Regions from separate parts of the Sus scrofa genome. Here all the other regions are linked to region 2. The links are chromatin contacts, called in public HiChIP or PLAC-seq maps. All regions are on one chromosome and are shown on one strand. Each heading gives the region's core, a stretch centred on a gene start, on an enhancer-like site or on the middle of the called end of the contact. The rest is flanking DNA. Distances are from core to core; before and after follow the strand shown. Region 1 overlaps TSC22D3 (TSC22 domain family protein 3). Region 2 overlaps MID2 (probable E3 ubiquitin-protein ligase MID2). Region 3 has its middle 64 kb from the start of TSC22D3.

Region 1 (3,182 bases), core at 536-3,035, 160 kb after region 2:
CAGTCTCCCCCAGCACACGCAAGCCAACAAGGATGTGTTTCGGGAACACACATGCTGGGTGTTCCGCGCTGTGCTCAGCCTCTGTAGCAAATTGTCAAGTTCAGTCATTACCCCTGCCCCAGAGTCCTTCCTCTTCAAAGCTTTGATGAGGATGGGCTGAGGTCAGGGCTGCGAGGGCAGGGTCATTCGGCGCACAGATGGCCCTGGGCCCTGAGCGGCCAAGAAGGAGAGAGTGTGGCAAGAGGCCCTTGGATGGTGGAGGAAGGCCTGAGGGCGACAGGCCTGGGGGCGAGCGGGAGATGTTCTTGAAGCAGGGTGGAGGTGCACAGGAGACCAAATTGGGCCAACACCCAAGCCCTGGAGGAGAAACAGAGGAACGGGGCAGGCCAGAGACACACTGACATTCTGTAAAGAGGGCTCTGCCAGGTACCCAAGTTACCTTCAAGCACAGCAGCGGGGAGCCAAGATACCTGCTCTTTGTCCCAGGCCTTGCCATTTAGAAAATACACTCTCTCTCTGTCATTCTGTCTCTGTCTATGTCTCTGTCTCTGTCTGTCTGTCTGTCTGTCTCTCTCTCTCTCCCTCTCTCTCTCTCTCTCTCTCACACACACACACACACACACACACACAAGGTCTCCTTTAATTTTCATAGCATCCCTGTCAAGGTAGGTAGGGCAGGGGTAATTGCTTCCATTTGACAGATGAAGAAACCGAGACTCGGCGAGATTAAGTGACTTGCCCGAGGTTACACAGACAGTTTTCATGGCAGAGAAGGGACCCGCACTTTGGTCTCCCGACTCCTGGGGCAGCGAAAAACAGAACTGGCCTAATGAGCATCCAAAGTATGGAGGTAATCACCTCCACAGCGGTATCTCAGGAATTCTGGGCCAAAAAACCCAGGCCCGTAAATCTCTCTCTCTGCTAATATATGAAATTTCATTCTTTTTTTTTTTTTTTTGGTCTTTTTGTCCTTTTAGGGCCACACCAGCAGCATATGGAGGTTCCCAGGCTAGGGGTCCAATCGGAGCTGTAGCCACCAGCCTACGCCAGAGCCACAGCAACGCGGGATCCGAGCCGCGTCTGCAACCTACACCACAGCTCACGGCAACACCAGATCCTTAACCCACTGAGTGAGGCCAGGGATCAAACCCGGAACCTCATGGTTCCTAGTTGGATTCGTTTCCGCTGCGCCACAGTGGGAACTCCTTAAATTTCATTCTTAAAGATGCATTCTCCTGGTTTGAAACTGTGGCCCCCGTTAAAATGCTAAAGGGGGAGTTCCCATTGTGGCTCAGGGGTTAGGGACCCCGACTAGCATCCATGAGGATATGGGTTCAATCACTGGCCTCGCTCAGTGGGTCAAAGATCGGCATTGCCATGAGCCGGGGTGTAGGTCGCAGACGCAGCTCGGATCTGGCACGGCTGCAGCTCCAATTCGATCCCTAGCCTGGGAACCTCCATAGGATGCAGCCCTAAAAGACAAAAAAAAAAAAAAAGTGAAAGGGTGCTGGAAGAAAGAGTAGGGGACATGGGGACTATCTCAGCGCCTGAGAATAATGCCTGGGAGTGTTCCTAAGGAAAAGCCGGGCCATGGAGTGGGGAGGGGGAGGAGAGGGCAGGGGGCATATTAGGAGGGGAGGCAGCACTGGCAAACCTACCCCTTTTGCGTAAGAAAGGGAGGAGTTGCGTCAGAGTGAGAATGCGGGCGATGCTGAGGAGGGGGGCAAGTCTGCCTGGCCTCCGAGAATTCTAATGGATGACTGCCCCGGAGTCCTTGAGGGAGGACTTCATGTCGCCGTGGGGGCGGGGGAGAGGTTAGGGGGGCAGCCAGCAGGGCTGAACAGGGAAGCAGGTTAGCCTAAGAAGCTGGAATTGTGGACGAGTGGGTGGGGGTGGGGGAGCTATTCAGGGAGCTGGCCTGGGGCCAGGGGCCAGTCCCAAGGGGGTGAGCAGAGGCTTGAGAACTCTGGGCCCCATTCCAGCTCCTGACCTTGAGTCACCATGCAACTCGGCACTTTTCCTACCTCAGTCCAGACACCCATCAAGTCTGTTATCTCAGCTTCCCGTTTTACAGAAAACTGTGTAAACGTTGCTCTCCTGACTCCTTCTGACCGACCCTGCCCTTCCTACATTCCTCGCCATCCCCCATCCAGCATCCTGCAAGCCTCCTGGGCCTCCTGGAAGCTCTTGCCTGCTGCCTTTGGTCCCAGAGGCTGTGCCTCCATGGTGCAGGTTGCCCCTGTACCCTCTGGTCCCAAGGGCAAGGGCGCCTGAAGCCCTCGCTCCGCCCTTGGCCTGGGCGTCTACACTCAGGGGCACAGCCGTAAAGAGCTATATCTGAAGACCTCAAGGCTGGGACTTTTAGAACTGGCAGCAACCTTGGAAGTCACTTTTACTATTCCTTCCTCCCTTCATGCAATTACTCCTTTTGCTGAGCACTTACTATGTGCCAGACACCGTTACAGGCCCTCGCTGTATGGTGTCATGGAGCTCTCGGTCTAAATAGGGATATCATTCATCAAATACATAGAAATTCGTAGCCTCCGTCCCGTCATTTTACATGTAGGGGCAACTGGGGCACAGGGTGGTTATGAGGCTTTTTCAAGGTTGTTCTGGTGGCCAGGGTCAAAACCAGGCCAGACCCGGTGTCCTGACTACTATCCCAGTATCCCAGTTTCCCAGTGCCCTTTCCACCATGCTCTGGAAAGAACACAGCACGAGTGTAAGGGCAGAGCATTTATTCCTCTGTGCAGAGCCAGACTTAACCTATAGTCAGAGCAGTGCATGGCCTACTTGGCAAGATTGGAAGATCTCTTATGAGCAATCTCCCCCCTCTCACCATTGCCCCCCCCCAGCTTGTTCCCTCCCCACCGTCATGCCCCTACCCATGCCTCGAATTATACCACTGAAAGCTAAAGCCTCGTGATCTATGCAGAGCCCGTTAAGACATTACCTGCCATGTATACCAACACATTTCCCCGATTTGTTTTTTAGGATGGGCCCATAAGGCCGGGTACTTATGATTTGCAGGAGAAAGAGACTAAGAGTCCCCTTTAAAAGGGGCATTGCTGGAGTTCCCGTTGCGGTTCAGTGGAAATGAATCTGACTGGCATCCAGGAGGACGCAGGTTCAATCCCGGGCCTTGCTCAGTGGGTTAAGGATCCGGCATTGCCGTGAGCTTT
Region 2 (3,329 bases), core at 14-2,513:
AGTTACCTCTCTTGTGAAACTGGCTGTGCTTTACTCATCCCTGGGGTGCATAAAGGATTGTACTGACAACAGCTAGCCACCAGAGGGCAGTGTTTATTTAATTATCCTTTCTCAGCACCTATTGTGTCCCAAGCCATGTGCTGGGTATAAAAAAAGTGGATAGGCCACAGTACCCACTAAGTTTAAGGTCTGGTGGGGAGACAAATAGGTATATAGAAGTGCTATGATGAATGTACATATACGGGAGTTCCCGTCATGGCTCAGCAGTAACGAACCCCACTGGTATCCATGAGGACGCGGGTTTGATCCCTGGCCTCGCTCAGTAGGTAAAGGATCTGGCATTGCCGTGAGCTGTGGTGTAGGTTGCAGAAGCGGCTGGGATCTGGCGTTGCGGTGGCTCTGGCGTAGGCTTGCAGCTGTAGCTCTGATTCGACCCCTAGCCTGGGAACCTCCATATGCCATGGGTGTGGCCCTAAAAAGACCAAAGAATATAGATAGATAGATAGATAGATAGATAGGGTTCTCCAGGTACACAGGGGAAGAACTCCTGAACCAGATTAGGGAGAAGGAGAGGGATACAGAGCATGTGTGATGGCTTCCTGGAGGAGGAGATGCCCAAGCTGAGCCTTAGGAGATAAGCATTCGCCAGCCAGGAGCAAAGGGGAGGGGTGCAAGTTCTCTGAGGACAGGTGCCATGTTCACACTGTGCTTCCAATGCTTGGCCCAAGGCAGAGATATGCTTTAATACTTGCAGAGTGAATGAACCAGGTATAAAGTGCAGGTAGTGAAAAGCGTATGCTCAAGGCAGACAGGGTCCAGATCATAATGGGTCTTAGAAACCTTTATCTTAATGGTGATGGGGAACCACTGAAGGGTTTGTGGTAGGGGCGTGGCATGTGGGCTTTGCATTTTAAAAAGCTCATTCCCACAACAATGTGGAAAATGGATTAAAGGGGGACAGCATGAGTCAGAGAGACCAGTTAGGAACTGTGGTTTCCACAATGAATGTGGCACAGTCATGGCCACTGCCTTTAAGAAACTTGCTGTCCAATGAAGGAAACGAGATGGAATCAGGTAACTGCAACAGAGCAAAGCAGGCAGTGGGTGCAACAGAGGCGAGGCACTGGCCATTCTGCCCGTGGTCAAGCAGTCAGTGCGTGGCAGAGACAGTTCCAAAACCCAGGTTTCCTGATTCTGAGTCTAGGGCTCTTCCCCAAGCCCTCCTTTTCACTGGCTTTCACAATCACAGACTTATGTAATGGAAGGAGAGCAGGGCAAGCCAGTGAATGATTAGGCATTCTTTAGCCTCAGACTAGACTGTAGGGAGCATTTAGCCCTTCTTTGTACTCAAGTCTGACGTAAGCATCCCTGCCCAAGACCTCTGTTTCTGGGAGACGGCTGTGGTATCCTGATTCTTTTTTTTTTTTTTTTTTTTTTTTGGTCTTTTTAGGGCTGCACCCATGGCATATGGAGGTTCCCAGGCTAGGGGTCAAATCTGAGTTGTAGCCACTGGCCTAGACCACAGCCACAACAACGCCTGATCAGAACTGCATCTGCCACCTACACCACAGCTCACGGCAATGCCAGATCCTTAACCCACGGAGTGAGGCCAGGGATCGAACCTGCGTCCTCAAGGATGCTAGTCAGAATTGTTTCCACTGAGCCATGACGGGAACTCCTGTATCCTGATTCTTTCTGCATACATCCAGTGCAAGAAATCTACTGTGAGAGCCAAGGAAATTCACACAGTGACAGCTAAGGTCAGGGAAGGCATCATTCTGAGAAAGAAGTCATTTTTATGAGACAGGGCACTTCAGATGACAAAAGGGAAAAAAAAAATCAGGGGTTATCTTTAGGGAACCAAAGACCAAACTGAAAATGGAAAATCCTTACAAAGAATGGGCTTTGAAGTCAGACAGCCCCAGGTTAGGCTCCTAGCTCTGCTGCTTATCAACAACCTGTCTGGTCTGGGGCAAGCAGCCTAAGGTTCCTCCTCTGTAAATGAGCATCCTATTAGTATCTAGCCTCGTAGGGTTTTATACATGTTTATTAAATAACAGAAATAAAGCGCCCAATACATTTTCTGATATATAATCGGTAGCCGAAAAGTTGCTTTTTTGTTTTGTTTTGACTACCACTGCTCTGACGACGATGGTGACTACTGCTAAAACCACTGTATCTTCTGGGGTTTTCTGCAGAACAAACAGGCGGGCACTGTTTGATCATCTGGTTTGTTTTTATTCAGTTTCTGCTTCTGTTTTGCTTTCTGGAACACACTGGGTCACGATTTGCTTTTCTCTGAGATTACCGTGTCCCTTTATTTATTCTTTTTTTTTTTTTTTTTTTTGCTTTTCAGGGCCGCACCTTTGGCCTATGGAAGTTCCCAGGCTAGGGGCTGAATCGGAGCTGTAGCTGCCAGCCTACAGCAATGCCAGATCTGAGCAGCCTCTGTGACCTACACCACAGCTCAGGGCAATGCCAGATCCTTAACCCACTGATCGAGGCCCGGGATCGAACCCTCCCCTTTCTTTATTCTTCTTCCCACACCTAAGCATCTACATCACATTCCCAATGGTAGCGCCCTTCACACTGCTGGACAGGGGTCACCCTGCCTCTGAATATAAGATAGCTTCTCCTCCTCCTACCAGGAGCCAGGCCATCACCTCTCCATTCAGAGCAGAAGTCTGATGCCAGAAGGGAGATCAGGTGCTGACTTCTGCCAAAACACCGATTACATTTCACTTCTTGGCTGGGAAGGAATTTGGCTGGCTCGAGCTTGCTCTCCTCTGTTTTTCAGCTCTGGGCTCCCCCATAATTAACACAATCCCCCAGGCTCAGAGCCCAAGGGATATCAGGTTGAGTCTCGAAGAAATAGGTATGTAAGCAACAAAGCTAACACATTCCCTCACTTATAAAAATATAATACCATAATTACATTCTGTATCAGTTTCCTCTGTGGTGCTCCCTGAGGGAGAGGACCCCATCTGTCCTGTACTCTGAGCTCCAAACAGAGTAGAGCGCTGTACCGTGGAGGCTCATTAAAATACTTGTTAATGCCTTGATGAATATGTATCTTCCCACATACAATAGGGATTCACCAGTGAGCCTGCCCGTGGGATTGATGAGGAAAGATGAGAGGCAGTTGTCAAAACTATGAACAGACTACGAGGTATTATGCAAGTATTACTGGCATCAGCAATAGCCCGAGGATACAGCCAGGGACTCTATCCTGATGGGCATTGCCTTATGGCAAAAAGCTCTGAGGCTTTGATACGTGAGTGTTTGCATATGCGTTTGTGTGTAAATAATGGCTGTAATTCATAATCTCT
Region 3 (3,345 bases), core at 476-2,975, 180 kb after region 2:
GAACTTGGAGTTTGTAGATGCAAACTATTGCATTAAGAGTGTATGGGCACTGAAGTCCTACAGCACAGGGAACTATATCTGGTCTTGAGATGGACCATGATGGAGGATAATATAGGAAAAGGAACACACACACACACACACACACACACTGCTGAGTCACTTTGCCGAACAGCAGAAATTGGCACAACATTATAAATCAACCATACTTTAATTCAAAAGCAAAGAAAAAAAAAAGTAAGAGTTCCCGTCATGGCTCAGCAGAAACGAATCTGAGAATCTGACTAGCATCCAAGAGGATGCAGGTTTGATCCCTGGCTTCGCTCAGTAGGCTAAGGATCCGACGTTGCTGTGAGCTGTGGGGTAGGTTGCAGACCAGGTTCAGATCTGGCGTGGCCGTGGCTGTGGCGTAGGCCGGCAGCTGTAGCTCCGATTCAACCCCTGACCTGGGAACCTCCATATGCTGCAGGTGCAGCCCTAAAAAAAGACAAAAAAAAAAAAAGAAGAAGAAGAAAAGAAAAAGTGGGATACATGTGAGGGAGCAAGAAGAGAGGAACCAGATAAACACAAGTGGGCCCCTTCCCTCCTCAGAAAACATCATCCCACCACTTGGTGCATTGTCCTTAATACCCATCCGCAGGGGAGCCCTGATGTCAGAAAAGGCGCTAAGAGGGCCTTAGTGAGAAAAGGATGCAGAATGTATGCAGCGGCCCGAACCCCATCCCTCTCCCCCGAGGAAAGAGGCTCTCAAGCCCCACTGCTCCACTTGTCGCTGCTGAAAGTATGCTTACAAGACCCACCGGCCTCATGAGCAGGGCCAAGTCTAAGGACCCGGACGCCCCATTCCCTACTCTTCCTGTCTTTGGGGGTCATCCTCACCCATCATCCTCACCCTTTCGCCGGCCCCCTGTCTCTGGCATTTGGAGTGCTGCCATTTCTCTGATACTCTGTCAATGGGCATTCGTTGTCTCCTCCACCGTGCCCTCACCTGGAGCCACCGTGGCCCCTGAGCTGTGTTCTCAGCCCCCTGGTTTCCCTTTGTCACTTGAAATTTAAAAGAACTCCTTGATGTTGCTGAGTCATAAACCTCAAGGACCCAGAGGTCTCAGCCCCCTTCCTTGCACCCATCAATTTCTAAATATATTTAAAAGGTCAGCCTTCCTTCGCTGTAAGTGTCAGTTACGTTGGGTTGGCCCGTTCGTTTCCAGTCACTAAAACTCTGCTTTGGAACGTGACAAACTCCTGCTTGCTGGCCTCTCCAATCCCAATTTCCCACCCTTGCTCCTCACCTCTCTACTCATGATGCCAAGTTCATTGTCTATACCTGCCCACTCGATCGATCTCGTGGCTGTACAGATTCCACAGCTGCTGAAATGGATATCTAGACTTTGGATCAGGCAGCTACTTGCCCAGCTTCCCCCACCTCTGGCCCCAACCCAACAGGGATCTCCCCAGTTCCCACTCACTCCCATCCCCTCCCTGCCTCAAGAAGAGCTGAGGGACTTTTCGGCTCATCTACAGACTTCCCACGCCCTGATTTCCAGCCAAACAAGAACCAACAGAGGAAAAAAAAGGAAACCCAGAAGCTGGCCCAGCAAGCACACAGCCCTCTCTGGTCATCCAGCCCTTCCCTACGAGAAAGGGGAAAAAACATACCCACAGTCACACAGTGGGAAAGAGAGAACCACTCGGTTGCCTAGGCAACCGTGACTAAACAGAGACAAACACTGCAACTTCTGAGGCCACAGCGGTTGCTAGACTAGATAAGAGGAACTTTGTGGCTGTTTGTTAGTCACATAGAGGAGCAGCTCTTGTTATTGTTGTTCCACAGAAAACCAAGAAAGGGTGGGGCAAGGCAAAAGAATGCACTGCTCCTGGAAAGACCTTCGCAGGCTTTGGGCTTCTGGGCGCAGCCAATGCTCCCCTGCCTGGACATGCCCCCTCTCCCAGGACCCTCCTATCTGTCATCTCATCCAACCCTTTGCAGCCAGCCCTCCCCGAAATCCATGTTTCCTGCCCTTAGGAAAAGAGGCACTTACAGAGTTCCCTTGTGGCACAGTGGGTTAAGGACCTGGCATTGTTACTGCAGTGGCTCTGATCACTGCTGTGGCGGGGGGGGGCGGTTTCGATCCCCGGCCCAGGAACTTCCTCATGCCATGGACAAAACCAAAAAAAAAGAAGGAAAAAGTCGCTTACACGATTTAACTCCATGTCATGGCCAAGAAAATTGAGAGCCAGGGAGCTTGGTACCACGCCCACGGCTGCCACTGATCCCGTGGGGTACTGGATCCCAGTCTTTGTGCAAGAACATCCCTTTTATTTTTTTTTTATTTTTTATTTTTATGATTTGTCTTTTTAGGGCTGCACCCGGGGCATATGGAAGTTCCCAGGCTAGGGGTTGAATTGGGTCGAACCTGCATCCTCCTGAATACTAGTTGGATTCGTTACTGTTGCACCACAACAGGAACTCCCCAAGCGCCACTTTCAAATGCCAAAACTATTCTCAGATCTCCCCCAACCCCAGAGTAGTTGAACTTTTAGTACAGATATACCTCGCTTTATTGCGCTTCATGGATACTCCGTGCTTTTTGTTTTCAAATTAAAGTTTTCTGGCTACCTCTGCATCGAACAAACCTATCAGTGTCATTTTCCCAACAGCATTTGCTCACTTCGTGTCTCCGTGTCACATGGTGGTTTTTCTTTCAATATTTTAAATTTCTTCATTTGTTATATTTGTTACGGTGACCTGTGATCAGTCATCTTTGATGTTATAACTTGATGAAGGCTAGAATTTTTTCACAATCGAGTATTTTCTTCTTCTTCTTCTTTTTTTTTTTTTTTTTTGTCTTTTTGCCATTTCTTGGGCTGCTCCTGCAGCATATGGAGGTTCCCAGGCTAGGGGTCCAGAGCTGTAGCCGTCGGCCTATGCCAGAGCCACAGCAACACGGGATCCAAGCCGCGTCTGCGACCCACACCACAGCTCATGGCAACGCCGGATCCTTAACCCACTGAGCAAAGCCAGGGATAGAACCCACAACCTCATGGTTCCTAGTCGGATTCGTTAACCACTGAGCCACGATGGGAACTCCGAGTATTTTCTTTTTCTTTTTCGGGTCTTTTTTAAGGGTCATACTCTCGGCACATGGAGGTTCCCAGACTAGGAGTCAAATCAGAGTTAAAGCTGCCATCCTACACCACAGTCACAGCAACTAGGGATCCAAGCCCTGTCTGCAACCTACACCACAGCTCATGGCAATGCCAGATCCTTAACCCACTGAGCGAGGCCAGGGATCAAACCTGCGTCCTCGTGGATGCTAGGGAGATTCGTTTCTGCTGAGCCACGACGGA

The links. HiChIP or PLAC-seq counts read pairs in DNA pulled down with a chosen protein or histone mark.
Region 1: a contact with region 2 is called in an H3K27ac HiChIP or PLAC-seq map of alveolar macrophages. The contact joins two enhancer-like sites. A contact is called at or near these places in 2 of 47 Hi-C or Micro-C datasets (retroperitoneal adipose tissue and subcutaneous adipose tissue) and 1 of 2 datasets of contacts at active chromatin or transcription factors (alveolar macrophages).
Region 3: an H3K27ac HiChIP or PLAC-seq map of alveolar macrophages shows a contact between it and region 2, with 2.8 times the contacts expected there. The contact joins two enhancer-like sites. A contact is called at or near these places in 5 of 47 Hi-C or Micro-C datasets (embryonic fibroblasts, epiblast stem cells, liver and 2 more) and 1 of 2 datasets of contacts at active chromatin or transcription factors (alveolar macrophages).

The regions. Positions count from the first base shown.
Region 1 is chrX:88,189,399-88,192,580 of Sscrofa11.1, reverse strand. All of the region lies in intron 2 of TSC22D3 (TSC22 domain family protein 3), which reads left to right. Among named protein-coding and RNA genes, the nearest start is that of TSC22D3, 43 kb to the left of the region's middle. Within about 2 kb of position 1,785, at least 21 of the 83 cell types and tissues checked have an H3K27ac peak or open chromatin away from gene starts, as enhancers often do. A contact at or near this core is called in alveolar macrophages, where this site is marked.
Region 2 is chrX:88,351,810-88,355,138 of Sscrofa11.1, reverse strand. The region is part of intron 3 of MID2 (probable E3 ubiquitin-protein ligase MID2); the gene reads right to left. Among named protein-coding and RNA genes, the nearest start is that of NLRP12L, 50 kb to the left of the region's middle. Within about 2 kb of position 1,263, at least 1 of the 83 cell types and tissues checked has an H3K27ac peak or open chromatin away from gene starts, as enhancers often do. A contact at or near this core is called in alveolar macrophages, where this site is marked.
Region 3 is chrX:88,167,596-88,170,940 of Sscrofa11.1, reverse strand. No RefSeq gene overlaps it. Among named protein-coding and RNA genes, the nearest start is that of TSC22D3, 64 kb to the left of the region's middle. Within about 2 kb of position 1,725, at least 32 of the 83 cell types and tissues checked have an H3K27ac peak or open chromatin away from gene starts, as enhancers often do. A contact at or near this core is called in alveolar macrophages, where this site is marked.